Linked DNA regions of Mus musculus: regions 1 and 2 are each linked to region 3. A link is a contact called in public HiChIP or PLAC-seq data. All regions are on one chromosome and are shown on one strand. The core of a region is the stretch at or near the end of the contact, and the rest is flanking DNA. Distances in the headings are between cores, read along the strand shown. Region 1 has its middle 73 kb from the start of T. Region 2 has its middle 53 kb from the start of T. Region 3 has its middle 140 kb from the start of Gm46585.

What was found. HiChIP or PLAC-seq counts read pairs in DNA pulled down with a chosen protein or histone mark.
Region 1: a contact with region 3 is called in an H3K27ac HiChIP or PLAC-seq map of neural progenitor cells, with 3 times the contacts expected there. The contact joins two enhancer-like sites. A contact is called at or near these places in 1 of 15 datasets of contacts at CTCF or cohesin (the NIH/3T3 cell line), 3 of 484 Hi-C or Micro-C datasets (cerebral cortex, cranial neural crest and forebrain) and 5 of 115 datasets of contacts at active chromatin or transcription factors (double positive thymocytes, forebrain, heart atrium and 2 more).
Region 2: an H3K27ac HiChIP or PLAC-seq map of neural progenitor cells shows a contact between it and region 3, with 5 times the contacts expected there. The contact joins two enhancer-like sites. A contact is called at or near these places in 1 of 15 datasets of contacts at CTCF or cohesin (the NIH/3T3 cell line), 43 of 484 Hi-C or Micro-C datasets (the AML12 cell line, B cells, B-cell progenitors and 30 more) and 12 of 115 datasets of contacts at active chromatin or transcription factors (bone marrow-derived macrophages, craniofacial prominence, embryonic basal ganglia and 9 more).

What each region holds. Positions count from the first base shown.
Region 1 is chr17:8,504,871-8,509,213 of GRCm38.p6, reverse strand. No RefSeq gene overlaps it. Among named protein-coding and RNA genes, the nearest start is that of T, 73 kb to the right of the region's middle. Within about 2 kb of position 2,958, at least 235 of the 459 cell types and tissues checked have an H3K27ac peak or open chromatin away from gene starts, as enhancers often do. A contact at or near this core is called in neural progenitor cells, where this site is marked.
Region 2 is chr17:8,484,970-8,489,769 of GRCm38.p6, reverse strand. No RefSeq gene overlaps it. Among named protein-coding and RNA genes, the nearest start is that of T, 53 kb to the right of the region's middle. Within about 2 kb of position 1,774, at least 48 of the 459 cell types and tissues checked have an H3K27ac peak or open chromatin away from gene starts, as enhancers often do. A contact at or near this core is called in neural progenitor cells, where this site is marked.
Region 3 is chr17:8,590,885-8,595,748 of GRCm38.p6, reverse strand. It overlaps a transcript of Pde10a not described here. Among named protein-coding and RNA genes, the nearest start is that of Gm46585, 140 kb to the left of the region's middle. Within about 2 kb of position 2,893, at least 15 of the 459 cell types and tissues checked have an H3K27ac peak or open chromatin away from gene starts, as enhancers often do. A contact at or near this core is called in neural progenitor cells, where this site is marked.

The sequences.
Region 1 (4,343 bases), core at 1,709-4,208, 87 kb after region 3:
ATGCTGGCCACTGGGTCTTGAAGACTGCAGAAACCAGCAGGCCTAGAAGGCCAGCCTGCTTTTGCAGGCCTCTGCTTGTTTGGATACCAGAAGCACAACCACTACTGGCCACCACCTGGTAGAATCTGTCCAAAAGCTACAGGCTCACATCCTCACCCTGCCCTGGGATGGCATGCTGAGGCCCAGCCCACAGGCAGGGGCCCTGGCACCAGATCTGCACTAATCTTTTTTTTTCCAGTCTGAATGACTTTTTAAACAAAATAAAACTCTGGTGGTGAAGAACAGGCACTGCATGGAGAAGGGAGTTGGGGGTACAACTTGCATCTGTGGGAGTCCCCTGTTTAGCAGTGCTGTAGTCTCCCTCTAGCTCCTACCTGCTTCACACTTAACTCAGAGAAGGAGCCCTGCAAGCCCCCATCCCTGCCACCCTTTTCTCCCACCCCAGGGGGTGCTTTGGTCATCCTGCGGGCACAGGGAGGGTCCTTGAGATGCTGCAGGGTCTCCTGGAGCCTGGGGCACTGTAAAGACAATGGGGTGGGAGTGGGTGGCACCTGGGGGCAATAGAGAGTGCTAGAGGGGTACAGTGGCTAATGGAGGAAGCAAAGTGTGGCGGCAGAGGGGCTGGGATTGTGGGGGAGGCAGAAGCAGCCAGGCGGCCCTGCTCTCAGGCAGCCGGCCCTCGCGCGCCCCTCATGGTTCCCCTGCGCCCCCCCACCCGGCCTGAGGCTGCTGCGTCAGAGCCGCCTGCGTCAATGCTGCCTGGTGACACACATAGCTTTTTTTTTCTGCTGTTCCTTTTTCTCAATGAGAAGAGCCTAATGGGATTTTTATTATCAGACTCATAAATCAAACTGTTAGGCCGTCATGCCCGGCACGTGGACAACACCCCCGCCTCCATCCACCCACCACCACCCCCGCAGTGCAGGGAAGGAGGAGGGAACCAGGAGCACCTTTCTCCACAGGGGAAAAAACAAAAACAAAAAACAAACAAAAGCAAACTTTAAATTTTTATCTTTATTTTTTATATGTCTTTATATAGATATCTTTATATTTTGAGGATTGCAACTGTGCACAGAGCATGCTCTTGATGCTGCGGTTAATGCAAGCAAGAGCGTGCAGAGCCAATTTCTCCTGCGTAGTGGAGATGGTTTTGCAGGGTGGCTGGATGTGCAGGTGTTCTATTACAAGAAGAGTGGGAAATGGGGTTTTCAGGCTAGTGGGGGTCTGGAGGTCAGGCAGAACTGTTGACCTTAGACCCTGCCGTAGCACAAATGAATTGCAAGCAGTGCTGGTGGCTGGTAGTGACACAGACTGTAAGCATCTCCTACCCTGATGCCCCGTTGTCACACAGAACAAAACTCAGCTATGCATGAGAATCAGGGAGCTGTGCATCCACTGGGAAAGCAATCTAGAAAGAGCTGTGGGGATCCTGAATGGCTTACACTGGGATGTGGGCATACATGCAGGTCTCTAATAACATACACATGTTTGCTCTAATGTCTCTAATCATGGCTGGCTATCAGCAAACGGAGGTGGCTCACCTTTGCTACCCTGGAAGGTTGGAGGTTCAGGCTTACAGCGCCTTCCCTATGTCTCCAACCAGAGTGAGAGCCCAGCAGATGGACCCAGGGGCTAAGCAGTGGAGAGAGCATGGGGGGTGGGGGTGGGGTCATTAGGGATGCAATAGAAGTAGAATTCACTGCATCCATGGGATGTAGTTATCCACACAGGCCAGTGCAAGGTTGGGTATCTGTGCTCCGTGAGCTCTGCCTAGGATGCCTGCTGCCTGACTGAGGAGTGTCCTGAAGCTAGCATGCCAGAAACTTCACATCACATAACCATGTCACTTACAATGGACAGGGGTGGGCAGAGTATGTGGCTGGGGGAAATTCTGTGTGCTACCCTCAGAACACTGGCCTCAGAATAAGGAGCTGCAAAGGGTTTGCTCTGACTCTTCCTAAGTCCAGAACAATTCTAACTTCCTTTCCTCAGTCCCCAAATGTACTCAAAGACCTTATATAACACCCAGCAGGGTCTGTTCTTTGGGCTTCCAGACCTTTCTCTTCTGGAGTCTTGGTTTTCTCTGGCTGTGTTAAAAACAGCTAAGGCTGGGGATGGATCCAGCAAACAGTACTGTGAGGTACCCCGGAACCACATACTGTGGCAGAAGCCATCGTTCTCAGCCCTCATCTTCTTCGCTCCACATCTTTACTGCAGAGTGAGCTGACTGCACGTCTTCATAAGTCCAGGATTACCAACTAAGGAAGGCAAGTTACTTGCAACCATAGCAGCTGCCCACAGCTCCCTCCCCCACATCCTCCAGCAAGGATGGAGATGTTTCCAGAGAGGGACTGGGGCAAGGCGACCAGTAAAAAGAAAGCTAATGACATCTTCACTCAACATCAGCAGGATGTGGCCCACAAAGGCTGCTGATGGCATATTTTATATTGAATGTGACACGTGGCAATTTGGGTGCACAATGAAGAAGAAATCAGCACGAGGTCTTAGCCTTAAGACAGTTTCGAAAATAACCTTCATCGGTCATGTCTCAGCCTATCTCCTGTCATAAGTAACAGATTATATGTAGTAAATATAACTGAGTTTCCTTAAACTGTTGATTGATGGACTTTGGTGGGTCAGGCAGCTATCAGTGGATAAAATAATTTTTTTTTACAGAAAATTAGGGAAGCTGGATTAGAAATCTATTAGGCCTTTTTTTTAAGCATTCAAAAATGGATATAATGGTGCATCTTGAAAATTTATCTGCAGATGGAGTTGTGGATGGATGTCAGTAGAGAGACAGGGGGAATCGGGAGCTGACTTGAGGAAGGAGTGGGTCAGGCAGGTCCTGATGGGAGGACTGAGTCCAGCCACTGACATTCACCAAGGACAAGACAGGGTGGGTGGCGCCTGTCTTCGCTTGGCCCCGCCCCTGTGCTCAAGAGCACTTGCGTCATTGCTGCAGCCTGGATCCTTGCCCAGAGCAGAGCGCCCCGGGTGTTGAAGACCAAGACAGGGAAGCATTAGCTTAGTGCAGAGTCGCCTGGCACTGGAGCCCAGCCGGGCAGAGGACCGAGGGAGCGCATCCAGGCTGCCCGTGCATGGAAAGCAGTGAGGCCATGAGACCAGTTAAATAACCCTCTGCCTTCCTTCTCCGGGAGCGCTGCTCACAAATGTACGGCACGAGGACTGAGAACCATAAAACACACTGTCTGTATTTTATTCTCGAATACACCTGTACCTTCCCTGTATTTAAGCACACACTAGCATCTTTGTTGGATTCAACTCCTCGGCATGTGTGGTGGGGGAAGGGCACCTAGCAGCCAGAGAATTTCTCCCCTTCAGGAAGTCTCTCAGCTCTGCTGACGCCAGCACCCTGCAGCTTCAATTCTGCTGCAACAAACCACCAGGGCTGCGTGTGTCCTGCCTCTTCCTTAGCTGAGCACATCTGTTTAAGAAAGGCCTCAGCCCTCTCTAAGGCACTAGCTAGATAGTCTTTTTTTTTTTTAATAATTATTATTTTTTTATTATTTTATTTTTATTTACATACACACACATACATACTTAGTTACTTTGCATTTTATGTTCCTTGGTGTTTTCCCTGCATGTATGTCTATGTGAGGCTGTCAGAAGCCCTAGAACTAGAGTTACAGACAGGTGTGGGCTGACATGTGGGTGCTGAGAATTGAACCTGGGTCTTCTGGAACACCAGTCAGTGCTCTTAACCCCTGAGTTTAAAGTAAGAGGGAACATGAAAGCATCTTGCAGTTTGTTATAGAAAACGCTTTGCCTTCGCCTGGAGTGACTATTCAACAATCTAAAGCACTTGCTACTCTTGCAAAGGACCTGGGTTGGGGTCTAAGCACCCAGATCGCAACCTTCCATAACTCCAAATTCAGGGGATCCAGTGTCCTCTCTGACCTCCAGGGACGCCAGACAGGTATGTGGAGCACAGACACACATGCAGGCAAAACACATAAACATAAAATAATTCCTTAAAATCTTTGAGGTCTGACTTTTACAAGATAGTAAGACTCCTCGCAATTTTGAGGAACTTATTGCTTAAATTTGAGTATGCCTGCTTTCTAACTTGCCTCATGCAAAAATAAGAGTTAAAAACAGTGCACAAAAATACCTGCAAGTGAACCTTGATTAATGTGGACATAGTCATTCCAGGATGGGAGGGAAGAGTGTGCCTCTGAAATGCTAACCAAGACTCCTGTCTGCCAGGAGTGTCTCTGCACCTGGAATCTTGTAGAAAAGATCACAGACCTTCTAGACACAACCACAGATCCTTTTGAGAACATGCCCTTGGGCCTTGGTTAGTATCCCATGACTGATGT
Region 2 (4,800 bases), core at 525-3,024, 100 kb after region 3:
TCTGAAGACAGCTACAGTGTACTTACATATATTAATAAAATAAACCTTTAAAAAATAATGAGACAAAGAATAACAACGGGGCATCTGTCTCCTCAGCCAGCCACCCCCTATAGAATCAAGGTCTCCCACTGCTGTGAGTGGGCACAAACACCCCAGTCCTGAAGAGTTACAGGACTGTACAATCTGCTTTCCTCTTAGCTATTTCCCTACCCTAGTAGTGATTGCTTCCCTATTGTATTTGGGTCAATACTCCCTCGGTGATGGAAAGGGAGCCTTCTGCAGGTCTATGGTACACTCTATTTCTTTCTGTATTTCCATCATCTATATTTTGAACCTGGGTTAAATCAGGTTATTATAGCTTTCCATATATTATAAATTCTGTTAGTATAGATTCTGTGATAAAATGTCTAAGAGGGCTCACTTATAAAGATTAAAAGCTTATTTGGGCTTAAAGTTTTGGGACCTCCAGCCCATGGTCCTGTTTCTTTGGGGCCTGTGTCTGTCATCTTGATGGGAACACAGGCCAGAGCCAAGCCCAGAAACAAAAGAGAAGGAAAGGCAAGAGTCTGGCAACTCCCTTCAGACTCAGATCCTGGAGGACCTGAAGGCATTCCACTAAGACTCACAGCTTAGATATTCAGTCACCTCCCACTAGCACCCTGGAGATTAACAATTTATCACATGGATCTCTGGGTAAGGTTAAAAGTCCATCTGAAACACTTCCTGAAATCTATCCTTCCTGACCTCCATGAAGTCCTACACATACCTTCAGATGTTTGTGTGATGGCCAAGTGATAGCCAAGTTTTAGTAACCTTGCACCCCGGGGAAACATACACATATCCAGAACATCAATCTATCTGATTTTCTGAAATCAACCCAGACCCTCTGCTTCTAACAACCTGGAAATCGGAAGTCCCGATCCATGCTTAGGAAGTTGGCACCAACTCTGTGCCTGCCACATGATGGGTAACAGAGGAAGGCTGTCCCCCTCAGCTATTATAGATGGTGACGATGCACATGGGGAGTGCAGCCCAACTGCCTGGCATGTTCCTCCCACCACATCTGTGTGGTTCAGGCTCCTCCCACCACATCTGTGTGGCTCTGTTCTCACCTTCTCAAGCCGATGTCCAGATAACTTTCTCAAGGAAACCTATACTTGGGACACAAGCTGACTCCCACCTTCTTCCTTCCAACCCCCAGACTCTGCTGTCTGCATGGGGACATCTTGGGCAGAACACCTTACCTACGTCTGCTTTTTATTTTTGCCTCTTCCACTGGGCCAACAGGAGAGCGGGCAGTACCGTTTCCTCTGCGCACTGACTTAAGTGTGTGGCACATCACCCGTCCTCTCCCAAGCACCCAGTAACTGGTTGTGAAGTCTCTAGTAACTTAGGGACCCTCTTTCTCTGGGCTTTCCCTGCATTTCTGCAGAGGCCACCATCAGTCTATAAAATCACGCCGTAATCACGCACAGCTGGGAAGGTCAAGATACTGAGCTCTACAGGAACTCGCAGAATCATGTTTCCCAAAGCTGTGGGTTCGATGGTATCATTACTGCTTTCAGATCTGATTTAATGTTCTGGATCTTCCTGACTTATGTAACTGAGTAGAGTGGATTCAGAAGGACACCCTTTCTCCAGGGCTTGTGCTAGCACAGATGACAGCCTGAATCTGAGAGTGATGCTGTCAGGGGCACGGTGCAAACATCTCTGCACTCGGCGCAGCCCGCACAGTTGGCTTGCCCAGCTGGTCGGCAGCATCCGGGGGCGGCTCCTGTTGCTGACGTCAATTGGCAGAGCCCATCCACTAGAAGCTCACATTCAGCCTGCCTCCTACACGCTCCTTTCTTACATCCAGCATTCTCAACCAGCCTCTGCTTTTCAATCCAGTCCTCGGATTTCCTCGGGTGTTTTAAAGGGCGTGTGTGTCCTTCACAGGCTCCTTGGTCATGCTACACTCAGCCCTTGGCAATACCACAAGAAAAATCACACAGGAATTAAGTGTGAACTGTTCAAGTTCACACCACATTGATTTCTCAAGAGAGGTGGATTTTAAAAGTCTCAAGCTGGGTTGGTTGGTTGGTTTGTTTGTGTGTTGTTTTGTTTTTTTAAACAGAAAGGAGAACGGAGATTTTGTAAAGGCCATTGATTATGGACTTTATGGCAATTGATCAATTCTCTTTGTTTGCATGCTAAGGTCTGTGATTTTGTCTGTGGTTTTTTAGCCTGTGTGCAAAGAACAAACACTACCTCAGTTAGACTTACTCAAGGGGAAGCCTCTGCGCCATGATGATGGTGCGAATAAACCCAACACAAAAAGACTCACTTCAAAATGCAAGGTATTTCAGCACACCATGGGGCAAGAGAAACAAAACTGGTAATAATTGATTATGCAAAGAGGAAATGTTTTCTTACAATCATCTCACTTATGCTAGCATTTACCTTAGACCCAAACCTCTCCCATTATGTTGGCAATCTGCCTCAGTTCTAGCATGAGTGCCTTATCCTGAGTCTCAGAAAAGAGAGGCCAACCGAGGCAGGGTAAGAAACCACATCAACAGGCAAAACGCAGCCCTTCTTGGGGGAGGGGGAAGATGGCTTGGGGCTCCTGTTGGCATCGGAGCCTACAGCCCCCGAATCCAGTGATAACATCACCCATAGTTGACAAGGGCAACCGCCATACATTCCCAGTGTTCACCTGCCTGTGTCTTACCTGTGCGAGGTAGTGTGGGTGATTACATCATGGCCCGAATAAAAGGCAGAGCCCCCAACCTTCACCCCTTTTTCTTCTTCCTCTTCCTTTTCTTCTCCCTCTTCCTCCTCCTCCTCCTCTTCTTCTCCCTCCTTTTGTCCTTTTCTCTTCCCTTCTTCCCCCACAATAAACCTTCCTCTCCAGTGGCCCTTGCTGGCCTGGTGTGAGGTCTGGATACGAGCTGCCATTCTAAACACACCGCTCCACTCTAGGACTTCCTTCCTAACACCAGGGAACATTTGCCCACCTTATCCATGCCTCAATTTCTAGCTCCCTCCTTTATGCTCACCCAACACTGGGTTTCTCACACAGTAGTACAGAGTGATTTTTAACTTAGACAGATAATCAATGCTCTTCCAGGTTTCCACTATCCTCTTCTGTGTTTGACTATGGACTCCCCCAGACACACCTCCTCTCTGGTTTTGCAGCCGTTTTGCTCTGAAACTTTGGGAACACTTGAATTGGCCCTTTGCTTCTTCACAGTCTCACGACTTCTGTCTTATTCCCCCTTCCTGAACCCTCTCACTAAGGTACCCCACCTCAGCCCTCTACTAGGAATCCATCCCCAAGTCCCATGCTTGGGGAAGGACTAGCAAGCTGGCAGGCCTACACATGAGTGTCAGTGCTTCCCAGTTCTTACAGTGTCCAGCAGCACGTGGGGCTCACCCTCTCCCATCCCTAGACAGAGGCTCCCCCTGCCTCCCACGCATCGGCTGCCCATGTGCTCCATGGACCTGACTCCCCTAAACCTCAGAGGTACCCTAGTTTCAGCTCCACCTCACCAGATTTGTCTATGTGTCATCACGTGTCCTGTCTGAAAGGCACTTGTGGATAAAAGTTTGCCACGTTTTTCTCGTTAACTTTATTGATCATTTCAGACATGCACTGCTATAGAAAGAAAATTTGCCTTAAGGGATGGGGGGAAAAATCACATTAGCTATTGTGAGACTTATCCCTCGGTACATGTGATCTCTGTTGATTCACAGCCATTATCTCTGGATAGAAGGCAATTTTTTAAGACTGGATGACCATAGTTAACATAGTTAGCATGATCAGTTAGGCTGATCTGTCAAAATTCAGACTCTGTGATGGGACAAGGCCACGTGGAAAAGAACTCTGGTTGGATGTTATGGGGCCTCTAAGGCAATCTTAGGTCTCAGAAGAGAGTGGTCTGCTTGACACATTCATTCAAGATAAAATGCTTTGTTGGATAATAACTGTGCAGATTAGATTTAAAATCACACAGAGACACCCCCCCCCCAGGAAAAAAAAGCCAACAAGCCCTTATCAGAGATACCAACCCCTCCCTTGATCCATTTCCAAGTTCTATGAGAACTTATTAAGTATCTTACTGTGTCGGCCGACTAATAGCAGCTTAAAGATTTACAAATTTTGAAATTCCAAAGGATCCAGCACCATAATTCCCCAGCTGGGAATCCAACTGAGTACACACTGGACATATTGAAGGAGTTTCAACAAAGTTGAGCACAGCTGGTCCTGAGGCAGCCAAAACCATGGTGGAATTCCCTCCACACCCTCTTCAAGAGATACTGGCAAAGTGGCATACATCTGTGAGCATCCAGGATGCCATGGGAAGGAAAGGATGAATTAGTTGGTGATTTTTCAGCTTCAAAGGGACAAAACAAGGGGCTGGAGAGATGCCATGGGCCTTGGGGGCACTGACTGCTTTTGCAGAAGACCTTGGTTCAATTTCTAGCACATTGGCTCACAGCCACACATAACTGCAGTTCCAGGGGATCTGTTGCCCTCATCTGCCTTCCAAGGATACCAGGCATGCTTATACATACATGCAGGCAAAACCTCACACAGAAAATAAAGTTTAGGGGGGCAGAAAAGAAGCAGGAGGAAGCATAATATCTGCTTCCAAGCGGTTCAAGATTTTAATGCAGTAAAATGTGTAGCCTGGCTGAGGCACAGCTCAGTTGTAAAATGCTTGCTTCTCAAGCATGAGGACAAAGTTCAGTCCCCTGACTCCATGTAAAATAATAAAATAAAATAAAATAAAATAAAATAAAATAAAATAAAAT
Region 3 (4,864 bases), core at 1,644-4,143:
GGATATAGAAGGAGTCCTACAAGCTGGTCAATTCCTCCTGACTCTCAAAGCCTCAGAAACACCATCTTCAGCACTTGTCAGGACACCCCACTGGCCACAACTGTGTGGACAACCTCGTCAGAAGAGCATACAGACTCCTAGGTCGCCTCTCATCTGCGGCTCTAGTCCCTTGAGCTCAGTCTACTTGTGTGGCATCTCTATTCCCAACTCTCCCAACTTCTTAAACAGTTTCATTCTGTGACATAGGATGCAGAGTTTGGCTATTTCCATCACCTACCTGTCTCTGTATTTTCCTTTCATTTTTGTCCCACAAGGAACAAAGCTCCTTATAGAGGAATGAGCTGCCCAACCCACTACCTAATCGGTGACTTCCCTCAGCTTTTTTCCCCTAGATCCCTGCTGTCTGTTAAGACCTGAGTGCTAGGCATCAATTGTGAAAGATTTTTCTCTCCCATTCATGTGTACAGGTAAACCTGCCTTCTCTATTTTAGGTGTGCGCTCATTAACCTCATTCTAGTTTCATTTGCAGTCACTGTGTTAAATATACAGACCCGTCATTGTGAGGAAGACAAGGCAGGACCTTCAGGCAGCTAGTCATATCATAGCCACTGATGAGTGGACTCAGAGAAAGCTTCTATGTTCCCAGGCTTGGCTCTTTGAAGAGAGAACATATGGTCTCTCCCTAGAAAATCTGTGGTTAAGGCTAGCCCTAAGATATAAACTAAACATGAAGGTTTAAAGTGTCAGATGCCAGCCCTCATGAATGCTTAGAAAACCATGTTTACTACCTTGTTTACCGTGTTCAGTTCAATTCCTCCACTCTTACACTACTTAGGAATCCCTGCCTAGGGAATGATGCCACCCACAATGGACTGAGTTTTTCCATATCAGTTACCTTAATTAAGACAACCCCACAGATATGCTCACAGACAAACCCAGTGCAGACAGTCCCTCAGAAACTTTCTTTCCTGCTGACTCTAGGTTATATCAAGTTGACTAAGCTAACCATCCCACTTTGCAACATTCTAAGTCATTTGTATATGCCTATTTTATTATTTTTCCACTTTCCTATCTCCACCTTCTGTGACATAATGTCCACGATGGCTAAAATCTTTGCTTTGTTTTCTGGACAGAGTGTGGCTCAGAGGAAACATCCCATAAACATGTAAGAATACACAGTTCATGTTCTAACAGCTGTTCAACCAGAGACCCTGAAGGAGAGGAGCTCAGACACAGACCAGCTAAGTCTTGAATATTTGGCCAGCATCACTCCTGAGACAGGAAATATAATTAACCACAGGCTGAAGAAGCAAGCAAGCAAAAGCCTGATATTTTCAAGCATGGCAGAGCTCAATCACTCAAAAACCCTCTAATGAGCTCTCAGCACCAGCAATACAACATCAAGCCAATCAACACTCCAGAATTGATGAGGGAGGGATTTATGCAAATTTAAGCCAATAAACACTCCAGCTTGGGTGAGGGCAGAACTTATGAGACCACTCATAATAGCTGAGGAGCTATTGGCAAGTGGTGGCTGCTGAGGGCAGGCTAAGCAGGTGCCATTTCTCTTCCAGGATGTGAACTATAGTCAATTGTCCATGTTCCTATGGATGATCCAACACCCATGGGCATGCAGGTAGAATAAATTGGATTATATTGTTTAAAAGAAAAGAACATGAAGGTGAGAATGATTGGAGGATCTGGGAGGAGTGGGGGGATTTGTGTCAGTTATAATCAAGATAAATTGTATACCTATATGATATGAAATTATCTGAGAACAAGTTAAAATATTCTAAAATGAAAGATCTTCCAGCACAGCCCTCTGTGTGCTTGCGCTCTGTGTTCTTTTTGGTCCTAGGTTCCACCATGTCTTCCAAGAATCCGCTGATAGACTGCCAACTACACATTCCTCAAACCTAACTAGCAAAGTAGATTTTGTGGGGATAGGGTTGACCTTTGGAGATCTCCATCAAGAACAGATGTCTAAAGGGCCTGGTGGCACATGCATGCCTCTCATCCCAGCACTCAGAAGTCAGAAACAGGAGGATTTGTGTTTGAGGCTAGCCTATGTTACATAGCCAGACTCTGCCCCCAAAGGCAAAAATAAATCAACAAACTAAGATGATTTGTACACAATTTTTCCAAATGCAGAATCCAGGGTATGAATTGCTATACTAAGAAACATAGGCTTCGGGCACCTGTCAAGAGAGAACGCTTTTGAGATGGCTGGGTGTGAGTTCACGCTGCTGTTACAACTAACAGCCAGCTACTTCCTGAGTTCACATGCAACAACGCGCCCCACGACATACATCCTCACAGCTTCCCAGTGAAAACATGCCAGTGTCAGAGAAACCAATGGTTCTGCCAAGCCCTGTAGCCTGGATACCCACAGCATATATTCATATAGACATCAGCACCAGGAGGGCCATATCCTTCCAATACACCTGCCATTATTCATATGATACTCCTGAGCAGGAAGTCCGTTCAAAACTTGCCCCTCCCCAGACCTCGTTTGCTCTTACTTCCACAGAAAGCGGTCTGAAAACTTTCCTCAGTTTGACCTGAGCAGCCTCCGCCCAGGGTTGAGCTGCTGCTGGACCTAGCTTCCCAGGAAGGTAGGCATCCCTGCATGTCTGTGATCACGTGCTTGTTGTGTATTTGCTCACTCCATCCTCCCAGTTCACCCGTCATTCATCTGCGCCGGTTCATTCGCTCGCTCACGTGCTCGCTGTTTCTTTGTACACTCCACTCACTTCCTCCCTCAGAGCAGTTTCCAGCGACTTTAGAGTCTCTGACAGGGAGCTAGAGATCGCCAGACTTCCACTCTGCAAGCTAAAACTATCCCATAGACTTCACCCAGCTAAGATCAAAGAGTGATTTCTTCCTCTCCCGCCAGATGGCAGCAGACGCGGGAAGATGAGGGGATGGCGGAGCAGGGAGGAAGGATCTAGTGGAGCCTGACAGTTGGCCAATGCCATTTGTTTTCTAAAAAGAATTTTGACTAGGTGATGGGGAGAGGATTGGTGGAATGGAGCCGACAAATCTCACAGCATCGGCCCAGGGTAATGGCTTTAGCTATGTAACCCAGCTCCCAGACCCCCACTCCTCTCCAGGCAGGTAGAAGAAGCCCTTGCCACATCCCTGTCCTTCTCAGCAGATCCCTGTTAGGCATGCAGGGGTTCCCTACTTTTCACTCAAGACTCATGACGTCATAACATCTAGAACAGCGCAGTCTTCAAGTGAAAATGCTGGGTGAGTCTCTGTGTCCAGAAACAAAGAGAACCTTATCTGCCTGTGTGTCCAGACTTAGGAAAGACAGGTGTTTCTATCACTGAGGGACCCCCACAAAGCCCATGCAGAGGACTGTTACGTGGAATTCTAGGTTCATCTGTCAGCCCCTGGTACCTGTTCTCTTGGACCCCAACTTCTAGGAAAGACCCCTCTCTCACCTTCCTCAACATTGTCTCTTGTAGATTGCCCTTTAAATGGAAAAGCCTTAAATGTCTAAGGGTTGTGGCTAAGGCCTGTGGATTGTACGTGCTCTCTTTAGTGATATAACAACCTCCTCTAGTGTAGGCTACAATGAATGGGTTGTGATTTTCTCCACTTTTGAATCCATTTAAAGGAGTCGTCGTCCCCCCCCCCCTCGCCCAAATAGATTTAAAGTAACTGTCAATGCTACATACAATGAATCTTCCCCCTGCCCCCATGTGCTCTCAGCCACTCACTTATCCCATTTCACCCCATTCTAAGGCCAAGATGCCCTGCAGGAACCACAGGGAGGTGGCCACAGAGGTTCTCCAGCCTCTGAGGTCATCACAGGAAAACCCTCTATCACTCTAGGTCATACACAGACCACTGGGCTGGGGTGCAAAAGAATCAGGAAGAGTTCTAACAGATGTTCCAGGATCCCATACAACACAGAGAAAAGGGAACATGCATTATTTCTATGCTTTGGGGCTAACCACACATCTCCAAAATTATGGCCAGTTCCCAGAGATACATTTTAGAATGGAACTCTACGGAATTGCTTAAATCTAGTCCTACACCCCCATCCCCTAAAGAAATCTGGCAAGGAAAAAAAAATCTCAAAGTATTTTAAATATGTTTAAGTTTTTGTTGGGCCACATTCATAGTTATCCTAAGTCGCGTGATTTAAAAGCTATGGGTTAGACACTGTGACTTAAACAAAAGAGAGTAAAAAGGACCCAGTGTATGGCTCTGGGGCAGGATGCTTTCTGATGTTTAGTGGGGAAAGAGATAAGGAGATCAGCTGAAGGAGAGTGAGACCGGAGTGGAGGAGCCACAAACACAGGATCCCATACAGGGGCGATCCTGGTAGCTCTGAAGAACGCTGGAGAGAAACGGGGACACTGGCAAGATGGTGAGCTCAGAGCCACACTACAGAATAACAGATGGAGAAGTCTGACCTCTGAGCTTCTCCCCTTAGTCTGCCTGTCACCCCCTCTCTATGCCATAGTCCAGCCTAGAATCCCCTCCATTTCTGTTCCCTCTCTTCCCACTCCTGGGACAGCCAATCAGGAAGATCTGCACACATTATGACTTATCCTGCTCAGTTTGGGAGTCCCACCCTGGGTGTTAGGTCAGCTTACATTGTGTGTTACTTCCCTTCTGTGAGACCAAGTGACGTCTGAGGCAAGGAAGCTGCCTTCCCGTGCTCGTATGATAATCTCTAGTGCTTGCTTGGCTCTCCTCTTCGACTTAACATTTACCTGTCGGTTTTATAGGCACCACCATGCACGCACCCATGCAACCCTTTTGCTACAACACCCCTAAGTCATGCCACCCCTGCGCTGCCCTCACACAGTCCACCCTGTACATCACCAAAGCGTCTCATCGGGCC